2 separate regions of the Anser cygnoides genome follow, and region 2 is linked to region 1. Evidence: chromatin contacts called from public Hi-C data. All regions are on one chromosome and are shown on one strand. The core of a region is the stretch at or near the end of the contact, and the rest is flanking DNA. Distances in the headings are between cores, read along the strand shown.

The links. A called contact is a pair of places that touch in the nucleus more often than the background predicts.
Region 2: a contact with region 1 is called in a Hi-C map of liver, with 4 times the contacts expected there. The contact joins the enhancer-like site here to the promoter of JAK2 in region 1. A contact is called at or near these places in 3 of 7 Hi-C or Micro-C datasets (blood and liver).

Annotation. Positions count from the first base shown.
Region 1 is chrZ:83,793,332-83,798,620 of Taihu_goose_T2T_genome, forward strand. It overlaps JAK2 (Janus kinase 2), which reads left to right and starts at 2,105. Exons shown (of 25, transcript XM_066987657.1): 1 at 2,105-2,248. LOC125180455 (a long non-coding RNA gene) reads right to left here and starts at 1,966. Exons shown (of 2, transcript XR_007159019.2): 1 at 1,726-1,966; 2 at 923-1,574.
Region 2 is chrZ:83,842,429-83,847,259 of Taihu_goose_T2T_genome, forward strand. The region is part of intron 3 of JAK2 (Janus kinase 2); the gene reads left to right. Among named protein-coding and RNA genes, the nearest start is that of JAK2, 49 kb to the left of the region's middle. Within about 2 kb of position 1,568, at least 1 of the 3 cell types and tissues checked has open chromatin away from gene starts, as enhancers often do. A contact at or near this core is called in liver, where this site is marked.

The sequences.
Region 1 (5,289 bases), core at 855-3,354:
TTAGTACAGCTTACACATATTTGTGTTTGATTTAGCATGGAAATGTAGAATGACAGGTGTAAACAGGATGAAGCTGTATCATAGTTCACTCTTAAAAAGAGTAAGTTGCCATGCGTCACAGGCTGACACCATTGTACCCATGTTAATATGCAAATGTATGTGAAGTGTATATGGTCATTTAGCAAAGACAAAAGGAAAGGGGAATGCTTTAATGAGAGTAAGATGCAAATCCGAAATTCTGTTTTCAGTGCAGATGCCTTTGAAAGGACTTGCTAAAAATGAACATAGTAGCAGGAACACTGTTGAAAATAATGAACAACCCTGAACAGCCTAGTGAAAAAAACAAGACATTTCACAGCAGAATATGCTATATTGTGATTAAATATAATGGAACACAAACAAGCAAAAATGTCTGGTATTGCTAGGTAAACTAGTGTTGGGAGTCATAATGTAGACAGGACTTCTGTAATCTCTATCAACTGACAGTGTTCTCTTATCAGTCAAGAGTTTGGCAGATTCTCAAGGTCCAACCATACCTGACACTGTTAAAATGTGGAAGCTTTACAAACAATAATTTAAGGAATTCCCATCCACTTTTGTAAAATTATTTGCACTTGCAGTGTTCCGTCCACAGAGATCTTGATGAGCAGAGTCTTGGATATGCACTGATGCACAACCAACATACTACACTACTCTCCTGATCTTTTAAGCGGTCTGGATACCAGTGGCAATTATACTCTGGATGAATTAGAACTATTTTATTTTGCAATTTGTCAGAATTTTTCAGTGTCACAGGAGTAGGTGCTTGTGTGAATTTTCAACATGACAGCCTGGAAAGAGAGAAAGGCATTAAAAAAGAAAGGCAAATTATTAGAGGATGTAGTACCAAAGAGACTTCCAGTGAGATAGGGGACTAGACAGATATAAGAAATAATAGATTTTATTTCAAAATCACTGAGTGTCCTTTAAACTGCATATTCAAGGAAGCCAAATATGCAAAGCAATGTACACGCTGAGTTAAATTCTAATTCTGAATTGCCCTAGATTTCCATAAGATGATGTCATATGACACAGGCGACACTTTTCTTCTGCTTAAAGAGTTAAAAACATGTCACTGTGGAGATGGCAGTGATAAGTTTGCCTTAAAGAACATTTTTTTCTTTAACAGTACCAAATTCTGTTAGCAGACAGGTAACAGTCTGCTTTGGAATTGGTCAGAGTTGCGCATGCATCTGTTGGTGGTTTTCAGTCATAATCTATGTCAGATCCAATTGTCTTTTTAGTTCTTCCCAGTCCTTCTCTCGATTGTCTCCTGGGAAAAGACTTCATGGTGCTTTTTTGTAGATTGAGTCCTCTGATACTGGCGTTTTTCCTTATCTCGCTATCTCTTCAGGTTAGCAGTCAAGCTCCTTCTCTTTCTGCTTGTTCCAACAGACAACCTAGCTCACCTATTTCAGAGTTTTAATTGAAGCAGGTTTACTTGGCACGGGCAAGAAAACAAGGAGCACAGTCATCACACAAGTTACAGAAAAGCGTACTTTTTCAAAGTTAAGGGTTGTGCAATAAGCCCAGACCTAGGACAGAAATAGCAGATACAAACATCGCCTGAAAAAAAGGCGCACTCTCCCCTTGCCCCGCTAACACACACGGCTGCCAAGGGAGCTGCTGTTTACTACGCCTGGCCAAGGCGAGGTCAGCCCGGCGGCGGGGTCCGCGGCTCTTTACCTCGCTTTCTTTCACTTTTCACCTCACAGCGGCTCCGGTTGGCGACGGAAAACGGAAACCTGAGAGAGACGAGAGCCTTCCGCTCCCCGGAGGAACAGCACGGGAGCGGGGGGACCCTTCCCCGCGGCTACCCCCGCACCCCGCCCCGCTCCCCAGGCGGAGCCCGACACCCGCCGCCCAACGGCCGCCCAACGGCCACGGGGCAACCCGCCCCCCCCCGCGGGGCGAGTAACGGCCGGCGGCGGCCCCGCCCCGTCGCCTAGCAGCTGCGTGATGACGCAGGCGGCGGGAGCCCCGCGGCCCGGCCCCCGCCCGTTGCTGGGAGGGGGGTGAGGGAAGGGAAGAGGGGGGGGAGGGAGGCGGGGCGGCCGCGAGGAGGCTGCGGGCAGAGCGCGGCGCGGCTCGGCTCGGCACCACGCCGCCGACCGCCGCCGCCTCCCCCGGCGCCGTGCATGGAGAGCGAGCGGGCGCTGAGGGGCAAGCCGCCTGCGTGCGCCGCTCCGCCCCGCCGAGCCCCCGCCGGGTGAGTGGGGCCGGCGGCGGTGGTCCGCTGGCCTCGGCGGAGGGGGCGGTTGGCGGGCGGTTGGACGGCGCCGCCGGGACCGGGGCCGGGGCCGGGACCGGGACCGGGGCCGGGGCCGGGGCGGCGGCGGGTAGGCCGTACCTGCGGCGGGAGCGCGGCGGGGGGCACGGCGGGCCTCGCCTCTTGGGCGGCGGGAGCGGCCCCGGGCTGCGGGGCGGGCGGCCGTGCGGCGCAGGGAGCGGGCAGTCCGCCGCCGCCGTCCCCGGCCGGCCGCCGCACCTTGTCGGAGCGGCGCTGGGCGGCCGGAGCGCTGCCTCGGGGGCGCGGGGCTGCGGCGCGGCGCGGCGGGGAGCTGCCTGCCTGCGGCGGGGAGGCGGCAGCGGAGGGGTGCTCCCGCGGCGTGCCTGCGCTGCGCTGCGCTGGCAGCCGGGCGCGGAAATGCTCGCTTGTTGGTGAACTTCATTAACTTCCACGAGATGAATGACTATTATTGCTGTTACTACGAAGTAAAAAACTGCGCGTAAAACTTCTCCCTCCTTTTTTTTGTGTGTGTCTAGTGTCAGCCTAATTGGCTCTGTCTTCAAATTTCCTTTCCCAACTCTCTATGTCAGGGGAGAAAACAACACCTTGCTTTGGTTTTCCGTAAAATCCTTGTGTTCAGAGGGACGTAGGCTATTCTTTCTAGTCGCTTGCCAGAGGGAAACATAACCGGGAAGGCTGCTTAAAGTCTCAAATGCGATTTTGCAGGTAGGACTAGCTGGTTAATAGCCAGTGTTTCTGACATCTTAGCCCCGTACAGCTTCCCAGTTTAACATCTAGCTCTCCGTTGTTTCTGACGTTAGCCAGCATTAATACAGTTAATGTTGACTAATTCAGTTCAGGTGAGAGAAGTATTTCTGAATTGTGTGTTTTATAGAAAATCAATATTGACAGGAGATTGTAGAGAGGTTATGTTCACGGTGTGGAGTGGTAGCTTGGACTGATTATGTGGGTTAATTTTTTTTCCTTGCCCTGCTCACTCTTTCCCGTAACTGATACGGGGGTAACACGGTAGTGATGTTCTTCAGAGGTGCCTGGTTTTGTTCCCTGACTAGAGTCGATGACATGGTAGTTTGAAGACTCAGTGATAGCTACCTTTTTCCTACTGTCCTCTGCTTTGAAGACAGTGAGTCCCCAGTGACTTCAGAGGTGTGAATAAATAATATTGTATTCAGTAACTGTAGTATTACAGTGTGAAGTGGTAGTGGCGGCAGGCGTGCTTTCTTGAGAAGCCTTTAGTCTGAACCATTTACAAGAGCTCTTTCGTTTTCATAAATGTTGATGACAACAACACAGGGAAGTAGTGTTTGCTTCTGGAGGGGAAATTTTAATGAGCAAGAAGTTTACAGAAGGTGGAAAATGGCTCAACATCCTTGTTGACTGGAATCGGATTGACTAGAACTGCAGAATGGAAAATGAAAGGAGACTACTGCTTCTCACGTGTAACTGTTAGGAGTGGTGATTGGGCTAATAGAATAACCATTTCTAAACTGTGCGGAGCTGGTGTTGTGCGTGACCGGGAGTATGACTGAAGTGAATGTCACTGCCATCTTGTACTAGCAGTGGCATCCTCTTGCTGAAGTTGTAGGAGCAGCAGTTACTGAACAGGGTTGTAACTTTTGACATTGGTCTCTTTATCTCAGTTCTGGGGCATTTTTCCTGTATGACTTACAGTAAACAAAAAGCTTGGAGAAAATGTATGCAGTAACAGGAAATGTTCGACTATCTTGGCTGAAAGAACCTCAAGAGGGGAAATAAACAAGATTCACATATATACTAACATTAAACAAATGCGTGAGTTAAATCGTGTAACTTGTACCTAAAAGGGAGCTACTATCAGAAGTTACGAAACTTTCATTGAAAAGCAGGGTAAAATAATTACTCATGCATCAACTAAAATATATCTGTAGCAATGAGATTTTGAAAAAAGAACAACTGATACTGAATAAGCAATCAAAACCTCATGGCTTTTTAAAATAAAAATAACTGCAGCTTTGAGTAGGAGGTTGAACTAGATGAGACCTCGTGAGGTACCTTTTAACCTGAATTATCCTGTGCTAGTGGTACTGTGCTGTTACAAGTTAGCATTTCTATTATAAACATCCTTCTGTCCCTGCATTCTTTTCACTAAGGCTTGCATGCAAACATTAACACTGTTATTAGGCAATACACAGTTATACTTTTTCCATTTAACTTAATGGAGCTGCTATTTCAGAGCATCTGATCCTGTCTGTGCACTGATTTCAGTGGGTTCTGTATGAATTCATGTGTCCACCCACAGGGTTCTCAGCATGAGCCCAGTAAGATGACTAATATGAGTAAGACTAGCAAGATCTGAGTCAACATTTGAGCTCAGGCTTGTATTTGTATTTCTCTAACTTGTTTCAGATGTGACTTCTATATCAGAAGATAAATAATCAGCTTTCTTGAATTTCTGGATATGAGATTTTGCAAACTATTCGATATGGTAGATCTTTTTGGAGACCTGAAAAGCAAAGTGAAAACATATGTACACTACAAAGTTTCCTTATAGTAGTTCTGCTGGTAGAACTGTAGTCGGTTATTTGGTACACGCACAGACGTGCTTTTTGGCTGTATTGCTGAGTTGATCTACGCAGTTCATGATATCTGTCACTTGGGTGACCATCGGAATACACTGAGAGCTACAGGACTCGAATGTAAGGTGTCTTGGTTCTGTCGTTTGTAACTTGTCTGATGCTGGAAGAAAAAAGGTGATTCCTCACTCCATAACCAACTCTCTTGTTATACAGTACTGAACACAGAGAGACCTGAATCAAATGGAAAAAAAGTAGAATCCCCTAGTGTTATCATGGGTATTGAGTACAGCTGATTTGATCTTTAAAAGTATTTTCTAACTTTACTTCTGCTTGTTGACCTGTACTGGAAAGCAATTATCTTTGGTGGAAAGCGTAGGTGGTTATTGAGTAGGCAAGTAGAATGACCTGCCTGGAGGGTATTTGCCTCTGTAATTTTGGTTATGC
Region 2 (4,831 bases), core at 318-2,817, 49 kb after region 1:
GTCTTAGGGGAATAAAAAGAAAAATCACAAATCTTTCTAACTTTTCTGATGAACGAGTTAATTAAAACTCTCACCTTCCAGAAAAGCTCCCAACCTAGTCTGAATTCACTGGAATAGTAATTACCTTGGTAGTTTGACTAGCAGTTTTTACTGTTATTGCTGGTCTGCACAGTTTTTTTCTTCCTTTTTCTCAGGTTTGAATTTTCCTTGCTTAATTTTCAGATATTTGTTCTAGTTGTGTTTTTTTCAGTCTTTCCCTGTCACCAATACCTATATCGGGAGATACTTATATTACCATCATCAAATTACCTTAGATCTTCTTTTTGCTAAAGCTTTTTGGTAGATTTCCTTAGCTTAAATGTATTAAGTGTTTTCATTTTTGTCTGTCTCCCACACCATCTCCAATTTCCCAGTAAAATGTTCAGACCAGGCAATGTGCAATATTCTTCTCACTCATATCACAAACATAAAAACTAATTCCCGGTAATTCAGGAAGATTTCTCAGACCTCATCAAACTTTCTAAAGTCTTCTAGCATTTTGGGGTACTTGCTCCTGTTTTGTAGGAATGGTTCCTAGCTCCTAGATGTATCCTTTTATAGTTGACTCTTTTAAAAATAATCTTGTATGAGTAGTACTCCTTACTAAGCATTTCTTAACTTTTTATCTATTGTTCCATCATTATTCACCAGAGGTTGTAAATTGCATTGGTAGTGCTTTTGTACTCATTTCTATAAATGAAAATGTTTTATCATGTTGAGGCTTTATCCTTGTAGAGTTGAGGCCGAGAAAGTCTTCTGAAGAGTGGTTTCTGCCTGGCTGCTGCTATGGTATTATTACACAACCTTTTTTTATCAGAGGAATTTGTAACTTTTCCTTCTGAGTTGCTGGAAAAGGATGGCTGTAGGTTTTTGTTCTCTTTCATAATAGTCATTAGTACTTAAATCACAACCCACCATTTCTTGTTATTTTCTCTTTTTTCTAGGAGCTTTTATGCTTGTAAGGCAGAACACGTAGGTCTGCAAAGCATATGTACTCCAACAGTGCTTATGTTGGCAAGACTCTTCTTTCAGGAATTTTCTGTGAATCAGTATACTTCATAAAAATGTGAATGGTTTAGGTAGGTAGTAGGAATGTCTGAAATACAATAAACTTGGTAAATGTTAATGAACTTTCTCCGTGATTTGAGCAATTGCTAGATCTCTTGACAGCTGAGCTGGTTACATCAAAGTATGGCTGTTACTTGTGACAAGCAGGATTGGATTTAGGCAAACACAGCAGAGAGACAACCTGGTTATGTACCTTTTACACAGTTCAAACAATTGAAGGTTTTCCAATCTCTGCTGACTTGGCTTTAGATCTGTTGTATGTGGCATGTATTGGCTATATAAATATTAGTCTGCATAAATATTGTTCTGTAGTTGCTTGCCAGTTTGAGCCATGCATGTAGAAGCTAAGTCTTTCCTTGCTGTATTCAAAAAAAACTTTTCATTTTGGGAAAAATATAATAAATAAGGTACTTCTCAGAGGTTGTTCAGATTTTTACATGAAATACTGTCAGAATATGAAACTGAGAATTAAGTTTTCTAACCAGAAATGCAAGAATAATTAAGTGTCTTGAATTTAAGTTTAAATTGATTAGTCATTTTCAGGGATCAGCTGTACCAGTATGTTTGTTGTCTGCCATGTTGAAGAGCTATAAATGTCACACCAAAAACAAGCCTCAGACCTCAGCCTGAGAAAAAAAATATTAGAGGAAGTAACTGACTGTAGAAATAGAATGAGACAGTGTTGTGGTTTAACCCTGAGGCAGCTAAACACCACACAGCTGCTTGCTCACCCTCCCCAGGTGGGATGGGGAAGAGAAACGGAGATGTAAAAGTGTGAGAACTCCTGGGTTGAGATACAGACAGTTGACTAGGCAAAACAGAAGCTGCACGTGCAAGCAAAGCAAAACAAGGAATTCATTTGGTACTTCCCATCAGCAGGCAGGTGTCCAACCACTGACAGGAAAGCCGGGCTCATCACGTGTAACAATCTCTTGGGAAGACAGACACCATCACTCCCATCGACCGCCCCTTCTTCTTTCTTTATCCTGGCTTATGTTGTCCAGTAAGATGGTATGGACTAACCCTCTGGTCAGCTGGGGCCAGCTGTCCTGGCTGTGTCCCCTCCCAGCTCCTGCTGCACCTCCATGCTCCTCACAGGCAGGGCAGCATGGGAAGCAGGAAAGACTCTGTGTAAGCATTGCTCTGTGACAAAATATTAGTGTGTTATCACCACTCCTTTCTTCAAAAATCCAATAGATAGCGTTGTGTGAGCCGTATGAAAAAAAATCAACTCTGTCCCAGCCCAAAACGTGACAGACAAATTGTTCTAGAGGTTATAGCATTGTTGTATTAGATTCATTTTCTAGATTCAGTATCCGAGACTTGTTTTCATAAGTCATTTTATACCCTTTCACTTTCTCCTTTCCTCCAAATCAATCTAAAAGGAAGTTACTTTTAATTTGTTTTAGTGTATTTATATTCATTTTATTAAAAAAAAAAAAAAAGTCAAGTATTCAAGACTGTACAAACACAAGTAGTAATGGTTCAGAAGAAAGCACCAGAGATGTTGTGAGACAGCATTAAGGAAAGCTCAATGTGACATTGTACAGAAGAGTGGTTTAAAGAACAATTATAAACTTCATTTATAGTTTGTTTTACTCAAAATGTAAGTTAAAAACCTAGAAATCTGTCTTTAGAGATTGGAAGATGTAGTTGAAGCTATCATTGGACTGATGTTTTTGTGGTACAGGTAGATCAGATACAGACTGCTGGGACCATCTGAAGTCTTCAAATATGAATCATGGAAGTATTTATTTTTATATGGAAATAGGGATGCTTTGTATACTATGTTGGCAAAATTACTTAATAATTGTGATTTTCAATAAGATAGTACCCAGTTCCTTGTAAATGGATTTTAGATTTTTTATTATCAGATAAAATAATTCCAAAAGTCTATGGACTGTACACTGTAATTAACCAGGATGATACATTATACACAAGATCAGTATTTCATGGGAAAATAGTTTTCTTTTAAATTTTAAACTAACATTTTGTTGACTCATTCCATCAGCTGAATTGTATGAGTAAAAAAATGCGTGTATTACGTGCATATAATCCAAGTTGTGTGGTTACTGAATTAAAGTTAAAAAGTGAGGATATTTATGTTACAGTAGGCAAGTAAGTTTGTAAATCACAGTTTAAATAGCTTAATAGTTACAACTATAAGCAAAGCATTGCTTTAGCATTAGCCAAATACATCTTTGTTCCTAAAATCTTAATAATAATAAATTACTAGTGAAGTATGCAGAGATAGGACCTTTGGAATGTAACTGTAATTTTTATATAGTGTACTAAAAAATGTTTTGGCAAAATCAGCCAAGGAACGTAATTTTTTGTTCAGCTTACTGCATTTCTGCTGTGTCTTGTTTCCCCAATGTATATGAACCCTCAGTTTCTATAGGGCATATCTCACTTTATCATCTTCCTGATAGGGCTTTTTTCTGATTTATTTTTTCCCCTTCTGTTAGGATCATTAAACCCCAAAGTTTTAACTTCTTAATGCATCTAAAATCCCAAGAGGGAACCAATTAGACAGTCATGACTGGGTTGCTGGGTTACAGACAGCTAGCAGTTACCAAAAGACTTTGAGTTTGTTGGCTTCTGTGTGTTTTATGTAGTTGTCTTGAACTTCCACCCAGGAGCCTTTTAGTTGTTTCCATCTGATTTGCAAATTGATTGGAAGCTCCATGGTTCTGGTAGGCAACCACAGTTTGTAAGGGAAGAAAGCTATAAGATAGCAGAGAATTTTTAACCTTATCAAAGTAAAAACACAACATTACAAAACATTTAGTGTGACTAAACACTGACAGTATCTGTAATCAAATGTTTTCAAGGAAGCTACTTGTATTTGTGATGGGATGATCGTGGTGATCTGTCTTACCTCCTTAGGTAATGGTATTTTCTTTGCTTGTATTGTTCAGAGGATATTCCTTATTAGTAGGTGGAAAATTTTAAGCAGATTTACCCTTAACATATTAAATTTCCAGAATTCATATGGCCATAGAGGAAAACAAGGAAGCTGAGAGCACTATGTTTTCACATACCTTAAAGTTATCATTGACCATATCTGCCCATTGGTTGTGTTTTTTAGGTAGCCTTTCCCAACACTTTTTTTTTTTTTTTAAATATAGTGAGAAAATACAGTAGTTGAAACTCCAGATGATTCTTACAATCACAGAATGGCTTGGGTTGGAAGAGACTTTAAAGATCACCCAGTTCCAACCCACCTGCCATGGACAGGGACACCTTCCACCAGACCAGGTTGCCCAAAGCCCCATCGAACCTGGCCTTGAACACCTCCAGGGATGGGGCATCCACAGCTTCTTTGGGCAACCTGTGCCACTGCCTCATCACCCTCATTCTTCTATTTCTGGCAAGAAAGGAAACAAGTTCTTTGATTGATTAACTATTCAGAAAACATTTTGTTGATGGGATAACAACACTGAATGGTACGTCAAAGTTTGATAAGTGTCCAGATTGTATGAAAAATAAGAGTAAGATTCTATTTTTAGGTAAGAAAAGCCAAGGAATTTTCCATGCAAGACTCTGTAAGTTTGAGATAGTTTACTTGACCGTTGTGTGTGAGAACAGACTAATGTTTGTATTGGGCTTTGAAAATAGCATTATTTTTTAATGATACTCTGCATGCAACTAATGTGAGACATATACAGACAAAAGCTTTATTAATATGCTTGACACTGTCAGAAGACACTTTTGGCTGTGG